2 separate regions of the Zea mays genome follow, and region 1 is linked to region 2. A link is a contact called in public Hi-C data. All regions are on one chromosome and are shown on one strand. The core of a region is the stretch at or near the end of the contact, and the rest is flanking DNA. Distances in the headings are between cores, read along the strand shown. Region 1 has its middle 70 kb from the start of LOC100280167. Region 2 holds the start of LOC100383343 (Polypyrimidine tract-binding protein homolog 3).

Evidence for each region. A called contact is a pair of places that touch in the nucleus more often than the background predicts.
Region 1: a Hi-C map of leaf shows a contact between it and region 2, with 5 times the contacts expected there. The contact joins the enhancer-like site here to the promoter of LOC100383343 in region 2. A contact is called at or near these places in 6 of 25 Hi-C or Micro-C datasets (leaf, seedling and tassel).

What each region holds. Positions count from the first base shown.
Region 1 is chr8:103,072,113-103,075,339 of Zm-B73-REFERENCE-NAM-5.0, forward strand. No RefSeq gene overlaps it. Among protein-coding and RNA genes, the nearest start is that of LOC100280167, 70 kb to the right of the region's middle. Within about 2 kb of position 1,634, at least 6 of the 20 cell types and tissues checked have an H3K27ac peak or open chromatin away from gene starts, as enhancers often do. A contact at or near this core is called in leaf, where this site is marked.
Region 2 is chr8:102,887,291-102,890,742 of Zm-B73-REFERENCE-NAM-5.0, forward strand. It overlaps LOC100383343 (Polypyrimidine tract-binding protein homolog 3), which reads left to right and starts at 2,169. Exons shown (of 15, transcript NM_001175999.1): 1 at 2,169-2,250; 2 at 2,370-2,435; 3 at 2,576-2,647; 4 at 2,734-2,810; 5 at 3,085-3,166. The coding sequence starts at 2,379.

The DNA of each region.
Region 1 (3,227 bases), core at 384-2,883, 180 kb after region 2:
ATAGGGCTACTAAAGTATCTCCTTTTGAGCTTGTCTATGGCAGGAAGCAGTGTTGCCTGTGGAAATAAGTTTGAATGCTGTCAGGTTTGCCAGACAAAATGATCTAACTGTTACTGATTATTATAATTCAATGATGGATAATATTGATGAGGTGACTGACAAGAGGATGATAGCTTTGGAAGCAATAGAAAAGGACAAGATCATGGTAGCCAGGGCCTACAACAAGAAGGTCAAAACAAAATCATTTCAAGTAGGGGACCTGGTGTGGAAGACCATTCTACCGCTAAGGAATAAAGACCGGAAGTTTGGGAAATGGTCGCCAAGCTGGGAGGGTCCTTATAAAGTAAAACAGGTGATGTCTGGCAACGCCTATTTGCTACAAACATTACAAGGCAAGGATTTGTCTAAGGCTTTGAATGGGCGTTTCCTCAAACAGTACCATCCTAGTATGTGGCAAGATGCCTAAGAGAACCGATGTAATCACATCGAGTTAGTTGCTTTTGGTTTGCTCAGGTCCACCAAAAGGCAGGGGGGCATATGTTGAGCACACTTTTGAGCTGGCGGACGGTCCAGCCCTGAGGCCGGACGGTCCGCGGTCCGGACAGTCTGCGCCTGTGGGCCGGACGGTCCGCGCATGCGCAGAGCAGTTTAGGGTTCCGAGTTTTGTGCTACGGTTGTTAGCTATATTCGCAGGATTAGCTCGGAATCAGTTGTGTAAAGGGTCCAGCCCCCCTCCTCTATAAATAGAGAGGTCTACGGCCGATTAATCATCAACAATCGAATCAATACAACTTCTATTTCGCATTTTATCGTAGGAGTAGTTCTAGTCTAGTTTAGGTTTAGCCTCTCGATCCCCAAATCTTCTGCCTCTCCTCGACTCTACGTCGATTAGAGGAGTCTAGGTCGGTCTATTCGAGCTTAGACAACTCCTAGGATCTCTCCTCCCCGACGGGGTCCGTCCCGGGAGCGAGATCCAGGCGCCGCCGGCGATCTTCCGCCGCCCCTGCGCACGCGCGGACCGTCCGGCCCTAGGGTGCGGACCGTCCGGCCGTAAGGCAGAGAACCCGAGCTCCTGCACCAGGTCGCGGACCGTCCGCGCCTGACCAGAGAGCATCGTCGCGCCTCGCACCAGGTCGCGGACCGTCCGGCCCCTGCGCGCGGACCGTCCGCCCCTGTGCAGAGGGCACCGCTACGGGCGTCAACAGTACCCATACAGGTATGAGTCACCCATCAGGTCATCCATGCCGACAGAGATTAAGCATATGTCAAAATAATACATTGTGTGAATATCAAGTATATCCATCTAAATACCATTACATAAATTCTATCGTTATTCAATCATCCATTCAACATCACCACAGATAATTGGATAGAGTAGCAACACTAAGATAGTACCACGTATAACGCACTACATGTTCCATTAAATGGTCGTTGAATAATTGTTAAGTCTTCCGTGATATTATTGTTCAAAAGATTGTTAAATAGTCAAATCCTTTCATGATATTATTGTTCTCTTTAAAAACCCACGCGTTTCAGAACTGCGGCGGCGCCCTGATCACTTTGACTTGCGAGTTAACGCAGCACAAACAACCGCCAAACTCAGAACTGCGGCGCCCTGACCACCTGCGCAGTCAACAAACAATTGCGAAGTCAGCAAGTGGACTTGGTCGACGTGATTCAGGGCCAATTGCGAGCTCAGCAAGTGCTAGTCGCTTTCAGAAACACGCTGCGACTTGCGTTGCAGCAAAAATAATAATAAAAAAATCTTCCTGCCTCTACTTATCTTGGTTGCACTGCTACACCAATATGTATAGTTGCGCTAGATATGCTCACATTCTAGCTTCCAGTTGCACATAAATGGAATTCCATGAGAAGAACCGTTGCAATGCAAGAAGACCAGCAGTAAAGTCCTCCAGCACAGCCGGCTTCGACATCAACATGCTCCAGTCCTCCAGTAAAGTCCTTGGCAGTAGTCAGAACCCAGGAGACCAGCAGAAGATACCCTCGAGGAATCAGGACGGGTTCCCACCAGAAACAAAAAGCAGACACCAACGTTCCAAGACCCAATTCCAGAAGCAGACGAAGAGTTTAGGTCGTCTCTTGTTGGATGCCTTGAATGATGGGAATTCAACTCAGTGGGCATCAGAATATCAGATCAGATCACGCGGTTTAGGTCTTCAGGAAACCTAACTGCACATGAATCTGTGCTCCTTACGAGCCTGTGAGGTGCGAGAGGATTGCAAAGGGCCAGCCCGAGACGCATGCACACTGCATTCGCAATTTACAGACAGGAACTTGTGTAGGCCCGGAACCTGTGTTTGGAAGGCTTTGTCTTGCTACAGAAGACTTCGAGGAAGTTGTTCAGGCATCCTTGGCTGTAGATGCTAGGCCTGCCGTCTGATCTGTATCGGAAGCCCCAAAGAAGCTGGAGAGTGTTTGAAGGCCTACAGTGCTGACATTGCAAATATGTAAATGCAAATAAGAGTCGAGGAAGAAACAAACACGAAAAAGTGCCGGTAATATTGCGCTGCACAATGTCGAAGTGAGTGAGCCAACAAAGATCAGGTTAAAAGAAGGCAACAGAAGAGGAACTGAAGCAATAATACTTCCTAGAGTTTGTAAGAAATCATTCTTTCGACATGAAAGTCCTGAGCGGCCTCTCACTTAGGAAGTTCTATTTCAAATAGTAGCTGATCTTGTAGGAAGTTCTATTTGATCCTGTGTCATGGAGGAGATTTTATTTGGATTACAGAATTCAACAGTTCCCTTTTGCCAGTGCACAACTTATACAGACTATCATGGGGGGACTAATTAATACAGTGTGTCATGTGTGGTTCCTAGGATTTACTGCCAGTTATGCATATTTGAGAAACTGGTCAGGCTGCTGCAATAGGGTGACACTCCACCCAGCTAATAGAAACAAAATCATAAACCTATGTTGAGAGTGCAATAATAAGTATAGAAACATGTTACATGCCCACCAAAGGTTCTTTAGGTTTAAAACAATGAAGTGTATCACATTTATGCTGTCAAGGAATCACAACAGTTATATGTTTGGTGTACTAAGTAGGCCAACTGAAATTAAGCTTCATATGTGGCAATGATGGTCAAATCGCTCTACACAATTGTTGCATATCGAACAGTGTGACCATCGAGGAGGCCGATAAATCATGCAGGAATTAGCACGCAGAATGAACTCACGTAAACCATAAACACCGCAGGAATCG
Region 2 (3,452 bases), core at 919-3,418:
CCCTTTTTGAAGAGAACGGCTCCGATACCAATTGAGAGCACCTAGAGGGGGGGTGAATAGGTGATCCTGTGAAACTTAAACTTATAGCCACAAAAACTTGTTAAGTGTTAGCCCAATAATTGCCAAGTGGCTAGAGAGGAGTCTCAACAAAACACAATACCACAAGAAATCAAACACAGAGATGACACAGTGGTTTATCCCGTGGTTCGGCCAAGACCAACGCTTGCCTACTCCACGTTGTGGCGTCCCAACGGACGAGGGTTGCAATCAACCCCTCCCAAGCGGTCCAAAGACCAGCTTGAATACCACAGTGTCTTGCTTTTCCTTTCAATATCCCGTTTGCGAGGAATCTCCACAACTTGGAGTCTCTCGCCCTTACACTTGAGATTCACAGAGAAATACGGAGTAAGGGAGGGAAGCAACACACACAAATCCACAGCAAAATGCGCACACACATGGCCAAGAATCGAGCTCAAAAGACTATCTCAAAGTTCTCACTAGAACGGAGCTCGAATCACTGAGAATGACAAACGAATGCGCAAAGACTGAGTGTGGATGATCAAGAATGCTCTAAGGTTGCTTGGTCTCTTCCTCCATGCGCCTAGGGGTCCCTTTTATAGCCCCAAGGCAGCTAGGAGCCGTTGAGAACAAATCTGGAAGGCCACCCTTGCCTTCTGTCGTCGGGCGCACCGGACAGTCCGGTGCACACCGGACACTGTCCGGTGCCCGATTTCCTTCCTTAAATAGCGAAGCCGACCGTTGCAGATGCGGGAGCCGTTGGCGCACCGGACATGTCCGGTGCACACCGGACAGTCCGGTGCCCCCTTCCGACCGTTGGCTCGGCCACGTGTCCCGCGTAGATCGCGCGGCCGACCGTTGGCCCAGCCGACCGTTGGCTCACCGGACAGTCCGGTGCACACCGGACAGTCCGGTGAATTTTAGCCGTACGTCGTCGGCGAATTCCCGAGAGCGGCCACTTCGCCCGAGGCAGCCTGGCGCACCGGACACTGTCCGGTGCACCACCGGACAGTCCGGTGCCCCAGACCGAAACAGCCTCTTGGCTGTACACAGCCAACTCTTCTCTTTTCTTCTTCTTTCTGTTTCTGATACTTAGACACGTATATTAGTACACAAAACCAATGCACTAAGACTTAGAAACATACCTTTGCTCTTGATTTGCACTTTGTTCATCCATGGGCATAGATTCACATTTAAGCGCTTGTGTTGGCACTCAATCACCAAAATACTTTAGAAATGGCCCAAGGGCACATTTCCCTTTCAGATCTCGGATGCGTCGTCAAGTGCTTCTGTTTGCTCAAAGGGAGGTCGTCATTTGCAGTATGTTGTGGTCAGTGTGCCTCCTGCCTCCCTTAGTCCCCGTCTGTGTTGCATGGCAGATGGCCAAAAGTGGGACACACGTAGCTACGAGGGGAGGTCTAGATGCACATTGGCTTTAGTATGCCGATGAGTATGTTGCTCTCATTGTAGTCGTCATACGACTGTCGTCGTTTCGGCCGCTTAAACCTGCGTCGTGTTATGTTTGCCTTCTCTGTTTCCTCTCTGTTGTTAAAGTCCTTACTGCGCTGTGCTTTGCAGTTGTCTGTAATATGTGGTCTGCCACAACATCATGTAAGGGGTTGCTTCGTTTCCCTTATAAACGAGGTTGTTAAGACGTGACTTAGTCATTGCTAGAGTCAATAAAATTCAGGTGGGGTTCTCTTCATCCGTTGTCAGTCTAAAAAATCACCCCCTTCATGTGACTTTTAGTAGTACATATAATTTGCACAACATAGGAATTACAAGTTTTTGTCTAACACAAAAGTTAGATCTACAGACGGTGTGACATACTGTTCCAAAGAATATGAATTCTTTAGAACTCGTGATTTAAAGGAGCATAGAAGAGAGGTGGAGAGATTGAGAAATATAAAACCGATGTTAAATAAAGAAGTTTTTATCATTTAATGTTGAATAAGGGAACGTGTTAAATAGAGAATTTTTTCACAGATGAATAAAGACATCCTTGTAGCAGCCGATGACCACGAAGGTGGTCTCTGCCTGCCCAAATCAAGCGCTCGCCTGACTCAGGAGTCAGGAGTCGGGTACAACAAGGCGTCATCACTATCCTTTTCTGCTGAATCCAGAAGACAAATACACTACTGCCGTGCCCCCCTCCCTTCTCTCTCTCTTCGCCGCAGCGTCAGCCGACGGCAAAACCCTAGATCTCTCTCCCTCTTAAACCCTCTCAACAAGGTAATGTTTGTTGCCAGAAGATTGGAGCTTTGGCTGTAGATCTCTCTTCTCCCCGTTTCCTCGATAGTTTCGCGACCGACCAATTTCTTGGTGATTTTTGGCTGTTGCCTGTGTTACAGTGCGGGAGGATGTCAGAGCCGTCCAAGGTAATCCACATCCGCAACGTCGGGCACGAGATTGCCGAGGTATGTAGGGGATCAGTTAAGGGGAATCTCGAACCTTTTGGATTTTGTTTTTTCGGATCAAATTCGAATCGGATTGTTTGATTTATGGAAAAATTTGATTTTTAATGGCTATATTCCGCCACTCTGCTGCTGTTTTGCAGTCTGATCTCCTTCAGCTGCTGCAGCCGTTCGGCATGGTCTCCAAGATCGTCATGTTGCGTGCCAAGAACCAAGTGGGTCATTTCTTCTTTCCAGCATTTGACTGAGTAGATTGACTATAGGTATTGCTTACTTCTGGTTGTTTTGTTTTGTGGCTCAGGCTCTTCTGCAGATGGAAGACCTCCATGCTTCCGTGAGCGCGCTGCAATATTACACTTCTGTTCAACCTAGCATAAGGTAATGCAGTCTATGCGTATTGGCCGCAATGCCTTATGGATGCCAAGGGCTCCAAAAGAGACATTCATACATGTGTTACGATGTAAGCTGCCAAGTAGCATAGCCATATGCCTGGTAGCTAATGTGTTTAAATTTATGGATGCTGAGGATATGTTTTTGGGCTTTTTTGTTGCGAAGTGTTGAACTTAAGAATACCCTATTTTTAACAATTGAGTTTAACATCCCATCCTATATGTGATTTATCATTTTTTGTGCATCATGTTTGACATTTTAGGGGAAGGAATGTATACATGCAGTTCTCATCTCACCAAGAGCTTACCACTGACCAGAGCTCTCATGGAAGGAATTCTGATCAGGTATGCCACGCTTCTGTACTGTATAATTAGTTTATTACTATATTTTCCAATATAGTAATATAGTCTAAACCTAAACCAATATTATGCATTTATGCTATAGGCCCTGGATGTAACTGATGCATGTTAGATTATATGCTGTAGGCCCTGGATGAAACTGATGCATGTTAGATTATTAGTGCATCACGTTTTGTTATACTTTCTTATTGACCTTTGTTGGCATTAAGTTGTATGATAATCAATTAACCACATCGGACATGCAGGCATAAAAACAATAGTGCATTGACTT